Regions from separate parts of the Sus scrofa genome. Here region 1 is linked to region 2. Evidence: chromatin contacts called from public HiChIP or PLAC-seq data. All regions are on one chromosome and are shown on one strand. The core of a region is the stretch at or near the end of the contact, and the rest is flanking DNA. Distances in the headings are between cores, read along the strand shown.

Evidence for each region. HiChIP or PLAC-seq counts read pairs in DNA pulled down with a chosen protein or histone mark.
Region 1: an H3K27ac HiChIP or PLAC-seq map of alveolar macrophages shows a contact between it and region 2, with 3 times the contacts expected there. The contact joins two enhancer-like sites. A contact is called at or near these places in 7 of 47 Hi-C or Micro-C datasets (embryonic fibroblasts, epiblast stem cells, mesenteric adipose tissue and 3 more) and 1 of 2 datasets of contacts at active chromatin or transcription factors (alveolar macrophages).

The regions. Positions count from the first base shown.
Region 1 is chr2:25,647,327-25,653,363 of Sscrofa11.1, reverse strand. The region is part of intron 1 of SLC1A2 (excitatory amino acid transporter 2); the gene reads right to left. Among named protein-coding and RNA genes, the nearest start is that of SLC1A2, 46 kb to the right of the region's middle. Within about 2 kb of position 4,178, at least 2 of the 83 cell types and tissues checked have an H3K27ac peak or open chromatin away from gene starts, as enhancers often do. A contact at or near this core is called in alveolar macrophages, where this site is marked.
Region 2 is chr2:26,357,460-26,363,612 of Sscrofa11.1, reverse strand. No RefSeq gene overlaps it. Among named protein-coding and RNA genes, the nearest start is that of EHF, 20 kb to the right of the region's middle. Within about 2 kb of position 3,327, at least 5 of the 83 cell types and tissues checked have an H3K27ac peak or open chromatin away from gene starts, as enhancers often do. A contact at or near this core is called in alveolar macrophages, where this site is marked.

The DNA of each region.
Region 1 (6,037 bases), core at 2,929-5,428, 710 kb after region 2:
AGGCCAGAAAGGACTAGACCTCACCATCTGAGAACTCATCACATAGTTGTTGGAGTGGTATGTATATGTGGTGAGACAGGGGGCTGGGGTAGGATGGGATGGAAGTAACTCAAATACATAAGTGATGGTAAGTATCATTATGATATGACTATGATAAGTATCCTGAGGTAGAAACGTAAGAAACAGTCCATATAGGAAGACAGCAAGGAGCACCTCTGGCTGCGGAGATTGCTAGGAGAAGGGATGCGAGAGGGGCGACCGTTCCACAGCCCCTTCCCACTCTTCACTGGAGGTGGTCCACCTGCAGGCCACACAGGGCTCAACCTCTGACACCAAGACTCTCCTGACACAACTGAATGACTTCAGCTTTCACTTGAGCAAGGATGATGCTGGCGTAGGGGGAACGATGCCCCACCAGCCGCAAGAGAAGCAGCCTGGAGTCTCAACACCCAAGCGACCAATAGACAGGATTTGTGGGTTGGCAGAGGAGACCAAAGAATGGAGCAGGTGTTGTAAGGCATCCCTGCGGTTCCACGGGAGGCAGAGGGACTCTTCCGCATGGAGCAGAGAGTGAAGAGAAGGGCTGAGCAGGGGGAACGGGGGCCGTGCGGGGAGAGATGGATGGCCTTTCATTCCATCTGAACAGCTGTCTCACTCAAGCACATGGCTGGGGGGAGAAATGTAGGGGTTGAGCCTCCTTTCCCAGCATCCTTAGTGGCCAATTAGAGCTTTTATAACCTCCCAGACCAAGAACAGAAGGGGACGAAAAGATGGGCAGAGTGGATGGAAGATGGCAAACTGCCCTCCCCGACGGTCTGTGGGGGCACAGAGAGCCAGAAAGGAAGGCACCCCCCTCTCCCATCAGCCGGTTGGGAGTGTTAAGCTCTTCTCTTGCCCAGACAATGAAATGAAGTGACTCTCCCATATTGACTCTGGTCCTGCACCTGTAAGTCTAGTGCTCCCTGAGTGAGCACTTCCTTCCTCATCCATCCTGAGCAAGTCTCCTCCTCCAGCCCACCATGGACACTCCCGGTATGGGTCCCGATCCCTTGTCTCCTATCATTCCATTCACCTCCTGTCTATGGCCTCCCCTCACCACCTGGACAGGGCACCCACTTGGCCATAATCCACATTCACTCCCTTCCTGTTGACCTGGACGAGTATCTACTGTGGTCCAGGTGAGCCCTCGGAACCTCATCCCTCAGTTACAGTGGATTTTTCTCAAGCCCTTGTCAGCGCTTGCATATGACTTCAGTGGCTGAGTTAGAGTCCCCATCTGTGGATCAAAGTAAAGCTGACTGCTCCCTGCGAAGCTGATTTTGAACCTAGAGCCTCATTTTCCTCGGCACCACCAGATGAGGGGACATGCCTGGGAAACTTCTGCTAAGGAAGACGGTGACCTCACTGCATGTCTTGAGGAGGAGGCCACCTCTTCAGGGATGGTGGAGGCATCGCTTTTGTAGCTTGAATGCTTTAGTGAACAGTCAGAAGTACCACTGGCTGAATGAATGTGCTCCTTCTCTTAATGGGTATTCCGGCAATTATCACCTGGGAGATAGAAACCCGCAGAGTCTCAGGCTCCGCCCAGCCCCGCAGACTGAGAAACTGAATTTCTAACAGCATCCCCAGGTGATTCTTAAACACTCTGAGGTCTAAGAGGCGTTACCCTACCGGATCTTGAAACTCATTTGACTAGGCTGCTGGTCTAAAAATTTGCTAGGTTGAAAAAAAACAAAAATAGAACAAAATAAGAGTAGCCCGAGAGCTATGAAGCCACTCAATGTCATGGGAAGTTTAGGAAGGAGCCCTGGGGTCCGGCCTGGCTTCTCCTTCAGCCCTTGGCGTCTTAACTACTGTCTGCAGCTTCCCAAGATGGGCAGAGTATAGCCAGGTAGAGGGGCGAGCAAAGAAGCGACTTGGAGAGAAGGCAGAGAAGGAATGGAAGGGGGAGAGAAGGAAGTGTGTCTGGTGAAAAGTCATGATGAGGCTGCCCGCCCCACCCCCACCCCATCATCCCTCCAGGCAGCTGAGCCTTGCTCCCTGCTGTCTTTTCTCATAGAATTGGGTGCTTCTTTCCCTCATGTTCAGCTGGACCTAGAATCTCATCACTTCAATCATTTTTTTTCTTTTTTCTTTTTAGGGCTGCCCTCAAGGCATATGAAAGTTCCCAGACTAAGGGTCGAATTGAAGCTACAGCTGCTGGCCTACACCACAGCCACAGCCAATGCGGGATCCGAGCCTTGTCTTCAACCTACACCATAGCTCATGGCAGTGCCAGATCCTTAACCCACTGAGTGAGGCCAGGGATCAAACCCACATCCTCATGGATACTAGTTTGGTTCTTAACCTGCTAAGCCACAATGAGAACTTCCAAATTTCATCACTTCATATAGAGCCTTCATTAATAGCTCACATCACCCAACTGATGGCCTCATTCAGTTACTGTTCTCCTGCAGTTTCATCGTGTGTGCTGGTCCCATCTCCTCTGCTTCTGTGGTTCTGGAGCCCAGGCATGGAGCTCACATTCAAACCCTCTGAGCTAGATTACTAACTTTTTCACTTTTCTTCATAGCTCCCAAGTACACACCCCATACAATTTATTTGAGATATTTATTCTCAAGTCCTCAGGTACTTAGTGCAAATTTATTGTCAATAACCAGGAAGGACCTAGGCCGGAACCAGCTGCAAATATGAGTATGATGCTATCGGTAGCCTCGAAAAATGCCCACTAATAAAAATAATTATAATCAACACTTTGAGCTTCCTTAAAATTACTTTGTGGAGTTCCCATCGTGGTGCAGCAGATGAATCCGACTAGGAACCATGAGGTTGCGGGTTCGATCCCAGGCTTCACTCAGTGGGTTAAGGATCTGGCACTGCAGTGACCTATGGTGTAGGTTGAAGATAAAGTGCGGATCCCGCGTTGGCTGTGGCTGGGGTGTAGGCTCGCAGCTGTAGCTCCAATGGGACCCCCTAGCCTGGAAACATCCATATGCCTTGGGGATGGCCCTAAAAAGCAAAAAAAAATTACTTTGTAAGGTGAGTACCCTCCTTAGTAGATACATTTTACAGATGAAGAAACTGAGGTATAAGGATTTCAGTCTCCTGCCTGAGCTCGGTAGCTTTGGCGCTTGGTGGTTAGGGATGCAAACGCAGGCAGTCTGGCTGGAGCACCTGGACTTCACCCACTACATCTCCCTGATAACTGTGTGGTCACAGATTTGGGCCTGTGTATACCCTGGGTGGACAGACTTTCAGAAGCACTAGGATCTGCCAAAGTAGGGCCTGAGCTGGGCCCTGTCTCAGACACAGTGACAGGAATGGAGCCTGCGGGAACACAGGGGCCCTCCAGTCACAGAATGGGAAAAGGGCTTCCTGGGCCCAGGGAACAAAACGCTGGCTGGCTCCTGTTCCGTCTCTCCTATAGCTCTTCTTCTGCACCTTCTCCTTGAATACCTTCTTTCAGACCTCAAGGCCCAAGGCCAAGTGCTGCTATTTCCATAACAGGGTAAAGTCCCTTCATGAGTGGAGCAAACCCAACGGGAACAACAGTCACAAGGATTCACCTCGGACTGTGCCACACAACAGAGGCTGAGCCGAGGACAGGAAGAAGCTGGTCCAGGGTAGGTATGAGGCCAGCTGTGGGTGAGGGGGAAAAGGCAGAAACAGGGCCAGAGAAGCAGAACCAAAGGTCAGAGGTGCAAGGTGAAACTAAATGGAAAAGGAGTGAACATACTAGAAACTGAGTAGATCAGAAACAGAGGACTGCAGGCTGGGCTGTATCAAGGTGAAGGATTGTGAGGGAGCCTATCTGCTGGGTGGGGGGCTGTGTGGCTAGCACAGAGTGAGTTGGAGGTACATTGGTCTGGGAATTGGACAGGGTGTTCCCTGCGCGTGGTGCAGAGTGCCGGGTCCAGGACCCAGACATCCTAGAAGCTGCAACACTGAATCGCATAAACCATGAGCCTGAGGAAGCAGAAGTCAGATCATGGGATTAGTTACTGTTCAAGTTTACTGAACTTTACTAAAGTGTTACAGAAACCCACCAAGACCCCAGGCAGCAAAGAGCACAGTGAATGAGAATGTGAGTTCCAAAGCCAGGGGCAGGGTTTGAATCCTACTCCTCCATCTCTGAGCTCTGTGATCTTGGGCAAGTTACTTAAACCATCTCTCAGTTTCTCTTCCGGTAAATCCAAAGCTTGTTAGTAGTTACATCATACAGTTGCAATGAGGACTGAATTCAACAATAGAGGTAACATTTAACACAATGCAGCTCAGAGAATAAAGCCTCAGTCACTCTCCCTGTAATCACTGTTACTATCATTATTAGCTCCTTTCAGAGACAAAGAAACCACAGCACAGGGATCTAAGTAATGTGAAAGGGATGGGGCTGGGAATTAAACCCGGCCGGCCGGTCTTTCTAGAGAAGCAGGTATGTAATCATCCTGCCTCATATCCTCATCATCCCACTTCATATCAATTCTGAGGATGAAGGTGAAGAGAAGGGACCACGGTGAGAGGCCCAGAAGAATACAGAACAGAGGAACAGAAGCGCAGAGCACAGAAAGGGAGCCTGGAGAGAGTGCAGAGCAGAGCCCAGGGCTGCTGGCACGGGTTAAGGGTGGGAGATGCGACACGTGCATCCGAAGAGCAGAGCACAGCCAGGAGGCCCTGGAGACTGAACCTCTACATGATCCTGGCAATCTGGGTTCAGTCATTCAGTTGAAATGAGCTTTCTAGATGGGACCTGAGGACCCGGTCCCTAAACCCTAAGGGTTTGCTGCAAGGTCATCACTCTGGCCAGAACCACACCTGAATTTGCAGACCTGAGAAGTGACACCGAGAGAGGACTGGCCCTGAGCTTCATAGGAAGGGGCCACAGAGGCTGCAGCCATGGTAGCAGCTGAGACGTGCTGAGTGATGACTACATGCAAGGTACTGTTGGAGGCAGCTCATGATTTAACTCAATCTCCACCACAACCTGAAGAGACCGTTTCTATATTATGCCCATTTTGTAGATGAAGCCATGAAAGCACAGAGAGGTCAAATAATAGTCACAAGGTCACAGAGCAGGTACATCACAGGGGCAGAAACAGAACCCTGGGACAAAACTCAGGCTCTCTGAGTCCGGAGTCTATACTCTTAACCTGTAGGATCTCTAATACACAACCAGGCTCATCTCAGAGGGACAGATTTATGATGCCTTGAAACTTTCATTTATAAATGGCTTCTCTGCCTGAGTCATCAAGGATATATAGAGCAGTCAACTAAAAAGCCAGAAATGGAGCAATTATTAGATAATCCCAACTTGAGAGGCATTCTACCAAATAGCTCATCAGTCCCCTTCAAAAGTGTCAAGGTCAAAAAGGACAAGGAAAGACTGAGAAACTGTCCCAGATGGGAAGAAAAGAGACAGCTAAATGCACTGGGGGATCCTGGATTGGATCCCAGCACTGAGAGAGGACCTGTGTGGAAAACCGGGGTAAATCTGGAGTTCCCGTCATGGCGCAGTGGAAACGAATCTGACTAGCATCCATGAGAATGCAGGTTCGATCCCTGGCCTCGCTCAGTGGGTTAAGGATCTGGCGTTGCTGTGAGCTGTGGTGTAGGTTGCAGGTGTGGCTTGGATCCCGCATTGCTTGGCTGTGCTGTAGGCCGGTGGCTACAGCTCTGATACATTCCCTAATCTGGGAACCTTCATGTGCCACGGGTGCAGCCCTAAAAAGACAAAAAAAAAAAAAAAAAAAAAACCTGGCGAAATCTGAATGAGTTCTGATAGTATTGGGGCAAGGTTAATTTTAGTCTTAATCAATGTTCTGTGGTTATGTAAAATGCTACCCTGACAGGAAGCTGAGTGAGGGGCATACGGGAACTCTCCGTATTATTTTCACGGTTCTTCTTTAAGTCTAAAATTATCTAAAAATTTTATAGAATTTAGTGTTGAAAAAAACACCCCAAAAATACAAATGACAAAAGGATCAAAACCACTGGCATTCTCAGTTTATAAACTCAGGTGCTTAATCTTTGTCATGGTACT
Region 2 (6,153 bases), core at 2,078-4,577:
AAGCGTGAACTAAGTCTCAGAGAGGTTAATGCATATGTCCAAGAGAACACAGCTAGTAAGTGATTGGCCTTGGATTTGAACTCAGGTTTTTGGTTTCTAAAGCTCACTGGGGAAACCTCATATATGTGACAAATGTCTACTGAGATGTGCATATAAAATTAAGCAAGGCCAAAAAAAAAAAAATTAAGCAAGGCAGGATGCAGTCCAACAACTGTTGGGAAGGATAAAGAGAGAACACCGCAGCCTTGGGGGAGCATCAGACATTTCCTTATAGGTCAGCAGCCCTCTCTGCACCCTCAGAATGATCGTCCTGATCTGAGAATCCCCCAGCCCCACCCAGCCTCCCTCAGTCTCTATCTGGCAGTTTCATTAGCCTGGCTGATCCAAATAGCAGTGTCAACAGAATGGTGACCAGACACGTAAAGCAATGTGTTAGGAAAAAAGAAAAGGCAGCTTAGATGATGCAAGATCATCCAGATGTCAAGCGCCCTGTGCTTGCACACTTGCCCCTTCATGTTATTAATTTTTTAAACATTTGTGATAAGAACAACAGTTGGGCTGCTTCCCCTGGGGCCTCTGTGTGTAGATTAATGCTGACATCTGCTTTCAGGCTTTCTGATTTGTTCCTACTGGTTTGGGGCAAAACCAGAAGCTGCTGAGCCAAGTGCAGGGGTTGAAGAGCCTGCAAGGGCCCCTGGGAAAACGTGAGAAGGACAATCAAGAGACCACTGGGTGTCTCATCTGCCAGGATCTCTGCCGGTCACCTGGTTTATAAAGGAGGGTCGGATGCCATGCACCTGCCCTCTTTGCAGCTGCACTGCCTTCTTGTTCAGGAATGAGTAGTAAGCAGCCCAGACCCCATGGAGAACAGAATGAGGCTGCCCCACACAGAGCCAGCTTGGCATAGAATTGTCCCTATGATAGTTTGGAGATGAAGCTGGCTCCATTCTGGGGAGGGTGGCGTGGACAGACAAGAAGCCCAACTTTGGCTTCACGCAGAGCTTGATTGGAATTTGGGTCATAGGTGGGTGAGCCAGCAGCAGCTATTTAATCTGAGTCTCAGATTTCTCATGTGTAAAATGGGAACTCTGACAGCTGCTTCATGGCATTGCTGTGAGGAATAACTAGAGCCATGCTCAGGCAGGGTCTGAGACCAAACCTGAAACACAGTAGGGTGTCAGAGTGGTATCTTACTGTTTTTTTGTTTTGTTTTTGTTTTGTGGGGTTTTTTTTTTTGTCTTTTTGCCATTTTTTGGTGCGTCATATGGAGGTTGCCAGGCTAGGGGTCGAATCAGAGCTGTAGCCGCCGGCCTACACCACAGCCACAGCAACACAGGATCCGAGCCTCGTCTGCGACCTACACCACAGCTCATGGCAATGCAGGATCCTTAACCCACTGAGCAAGGCCAGGGATCAAACCCGCAACCTCATGGCCCCCAGTCGGTTTTGTTAACCACTGAGCCACGATGGGAACCCCAGTACCTCTTATTGTTGATGGAAGCCTGAGGGGCTGGGTCTTTATTTGGCCACAAACCATTGTCTTGCTGATCCCTTCTTCTCTGTGGACAATGACTTTTTTTTTTTTTTTTTTAAGGGCTGCTCTCACGGCAAATGGAAGTTCCTAGGCTAGGGGTCGAACAAGGGGTCGAGTCGGAGCTACACCTGCTGGCCTACACCACAGCCCCAGCAATGCCAGATCTGAGCCATGTCTGTGACCTAAACCACAGCTCATGGCAATGCTGCATCCTTAACCCACTGAATGAGGCCAGGGATTCAGCCCACGTCCTCATGGTTACTAGTGGGGTTTGTTACCACTGAGCCACGATGGGAACTCCCTTTTTTTTAAATCTCATGTTACAGCAGCCTTCAAAATTTGTTTTTTTTCAGTGTCACCTGGAATGCTATAAAAAAATATACTTTCCCAGTACCCTTCCCCAGATTTTTTATTTCAGTGGGAGGGAGAGCAGAATCTGAGTTTTTATCAGAAACACCTTTCTCCCCTATGTAACTCTGACTTTGAGAAACACTGTGCTAGGATTTCCAAACGGCCAGCAAAGGCTGGTTGACTTAAATGCAAAATGTTCTTATAAAGATCAGAATAGAAATAAATACTCCCTCGACCTCCTTGGGGCGTATATTTGCATAGCTCTGCACCTTTTCATCAAGTGCAAATGAGATCCAAATGAATCCTTATTTTAACTCCTAAAGTGTGTCTTCTGGAGGTAGGGGCTGGGAGAGGGAGAAGGGCCATAGGGAGATCCACACCAGTCCAGGAGATACGTGGATTCTGGCTGCAGCTCTGTAGTTCGCCAGCTGTGCACCTCTGACCTATCACCTTAGCATCTTTGTGTCTCATCCCTCTTCTGTCAAATGAAAGGGGTCATCCCTGCTTTGTCTGCTCTCAGGGATTCCCTGGGCTTAAGTGAGATGAATAGGCTTTAAAAAGGACAAACTCGGAGTTCCCGTCGTGGCGCAGTGGTTAACGAATCCGACTAGGAACCATGAGGTTGCGGGTTCGGTCCCTGCCCTTGCTCAGTGGGTTAACGATCCGGCGTTGCCGTGAGCTGTGGAGTAGGTTGCAGACGCAGCTCGGATCTTGCGTTGCTGTGGCCCTGGCGTAGGCCAGTGGCTACAGCTCCGATTCAACCCCTAGCCTGGGAACCTCCATATGCCGCAGGAGCGGCCCAAGAAATAGCAAAAAGACAAAAAAAAATAAATAAATAAAATAAAAAGGACAAACTCCTTGGCGTTCTTTTTGTGGCTCAGGGGTAACGAAGCTGACTATAATATCCATGAGGATGCAGGTTCAAGGCCTTGTTCAGTGGGTCAAGGATCCGGCATTTCTGTGACCTGTGGTGTAGGTCACAGACGAGGCTTGGATCCCGAGTTGCTGTGGCTGTGGTGTAGGCCAGCAGCTGTACCTCCAATTTGACCCCTAGCCTGGGAACTTCCATATGCCACAGGTGTGGCCCTAAAAAGCCAAGGAAAGGGGTGGGGTGGGGGACAAACTCCTTGATGGGCACGGAAGACAAAGCATTATAATATTGATTGGGCTAGTTACCTCCTGCAGCAGTTGGAATCAACCAGGAAACCAGAAACTCAAGTGTTTTCAGTAGAAGGAATTTAATGTAGGGGGTGGGTCATCCCTGTGTTGGAAGATCTGTGAAGCCAAATAGAGCGTGATAAGTTAACTCAAAGGTTAGCCATGGCAGCAGTTCACTGGTGCCTGGAGGCTGAAGAGGGGAAGGGAGAGGCTTGTTACCAGCGTCCCTGATGGGCTGTCTCCAGGGGGCTGGAGCCATGGAGGAAATGAGGTTGTTGCTGGAGGCATGTCCTGAGCAGAGAGAGATGAGGAAGGAAATACCCTGGCTTCTCACTTCCTCCCTCTGGTCTCCTGTGGACACCTCTCCTGGCTGGCACAGGCTGAAACTGGCTGACTCGGGAGCCTCAGAAACTCTTGCAAGCTCAGACATCAGACCCCATGGAAGAGAGCAGAAAAGCGGGGTGGAGGAGAGCTGCGGGGGCCAAGAGTAGGGAATGAATCTGAGGACAGTCAGGCCAGAGCAAGCACACCTTCTGATCTTCTGCCTGGACACAGGGCTATACACAGATTTTTGTTAACTGAATTTGTCTGGGAGCAGAAAGCTACCCTACTCTGTCCTCTACCTCAGCAGCCCCTAATGATTCAATTTAAAAGTTAAAACAAGACCCAAAGCCTAAGATATTTAGGTCATATCAATGCCTCCACAACAACCAAGTTTCGTGAGAAAAGAGATGGCATGGAATCAAGTTTTTGTTTGAACCTTTTGTCAAGATTATTTTTCCTTGTCCACAGAGGCAGGGAAGTATGTGTAGGAAATTTGGCCAACCTTTGCCTGAACCCTGTCCAGTTAAACAACTGTCAAATAATTAATCAGATATTCTGGGTTTTATAGTTTTGATATCTAAAATGTATGTATTGACTTTTAAGCCACTAGAATCCCATTATCTGTATTCACTTGGGAAATGGTCTCTAAAAATAACATAATGCTTCTTTGATGAAGATGCTTTGGGAGCATACGGGGACCACATAGAATTTAAGGAGCCAGAAGTACCTGATAACAGAGAGTTCTGGTGAAAGGAATGCTATTGAATGTAGAGGTAGTGCTGTGGGCTCCTTTGGAAAATTAGGCTTATTTACTGGGGCAACACACTCCTCCAGGGACAGAATCATGGAGGTGATGGATGGAAGGGAAAATATGGTTTCCCTCTGGTTTGGGTTTCTTTCTTTTTCTTTCTTTCTTTTCTTTACTTTTTATTTATTTTTTAAAAATTTTATTGTTATTTTTTTAACAGAATAAAATACATATATTTGCACACAATTACATTCACACAGATTATTATATCATGGATCTTAAGAAACAGATTAAGTGATTCCCTCTGGAGAAGTGGAATGGAAAATATGCTGAGACAAATAGGAAATTTATTCTATACTTTATCCCATTTTGTATGGCTTTCATCTTTACTATTTTTTATTAGCTATTACATTTCAGGGTTTCTTTCTTTCCCTTCCTTCCTCTCTCCCTCTTTTCTTTTCTTTTTTTCTTTCCTTCTTGGCTGCACCTGCAGCATGCTGAAATTCCTGGACCAGGGATCAAACTGCATCACAGTGGTCCCAAGCCACAGCAGTGACAATGCCAGATCCTTACCCCACTGAGCCACCAGGGAACTCCTGGTTTGGCTTTCTTGTTTTATATGAGAAAACTGAGTTCTGTAGAGGAGAAATGCCCCCCTGAACCTTTCCTTTTGATCCTGCCAATCCAGGCCACCCAGGACTTTTTAACCTAGTTAGCGATGAGCAACTGGGGTCCATGTGTAGCCCACCTAGTTTTGAAATCCAGCTTGCAGTCTAACCTCAGGATGAATGATGAAATACCAAGATGCAAGCTGACTCAATGACCACACGCACTGGTAAGAGACGCAGTACAAAAAAGCCCCCTTGCCTTGAACCCCTCCCCAGACCTAAGACTCCGACTCTGAGGGTGGGGCCAGGAATTCTGCTTTTAAACAAGCTTTCCAGGTGATTCTTACACATATTAATTCAAAACTCTTGGACATTTGCGGAATGCAAAATGAATGAGAGAATGAAAGCCACAAGGAGTGTGGATGCTGTTGCAATTGATTCATCCGTTCTCCTACTGAAGCACATCCAGGGTTTCTAATTGCTCATTTTACAGTGACGTGATGAACACTGTTTGTACTGTCACCTTGTGAGCGTGTGCTGAAGTTTCCTGGCACTTGCGTCTGGACCTAGATTTCCATATGTATCTTCCTTTTGACTAAATTAACAAATTGCTCTCTGAAGTGTTTATAACAATCCCAGTCCCGAACTAGCAGTGGGTTAGAACTCATTCCTTGTTCTGGCCAACATGTATCATCATCAGACTTTTTAGCCTTGTCAATTTGAAGGGCATGGGGTGGGCTCTCACGTCAGTTTGTGCTTCTCTGATGATCAGTGAGGGTGAGCCCCTTTCCATGTGTTTAATGATGCTCATTTTTTTTTAAATGGTGCTCATTTTAAAATTGACCTTCTTCTGTGTTTTTTAGCAGGGAGTTTAAGTTGTACGAATATATATTTCTTTCAATCCAAGACTTCCCTCAGTAAAGCCACTTTTCGTTGGCCATACCTGCAGCATGCGGAAGTTCCCAGGCCAGGGATTAAACCCATGCCACAGTGAGGACTGAGCCACTGCAGTGACAACACTGGATCCTTAACTTGCTGAGCTACCAGGGAACTCCAATAGAGACTCTTTTATTTGAATGAAAAAGACAACAAGTTGTATAAACCTTTGGATTTTCTTTCTGAAAATTGGTGGAAAAATGGCCCCGGAAGAGACAATGGCATTTGGCGAGCTGAAAGTGCAAGTGGGAAAATCCTTAAAGAGGTCCTGCTCTACCGTGGTAATGATGGGTCACATCTGAAAGTCAGGGCAATCCACCAAGTTCACCTTTTTTTCTACTCTGGGTTCCGAGGATTGATCGACCTGGCTCTTCTCCCTTGCTGCCATCTGCTTTTCTTCCTCCAGTCCTTCCTGTAACCCACAAAGAGGGACTTTGTAGCCCAAAGTCTTTCCCTCGTTTCCAGTCTTGGGGTCCCCCAGGAATTATTGATGG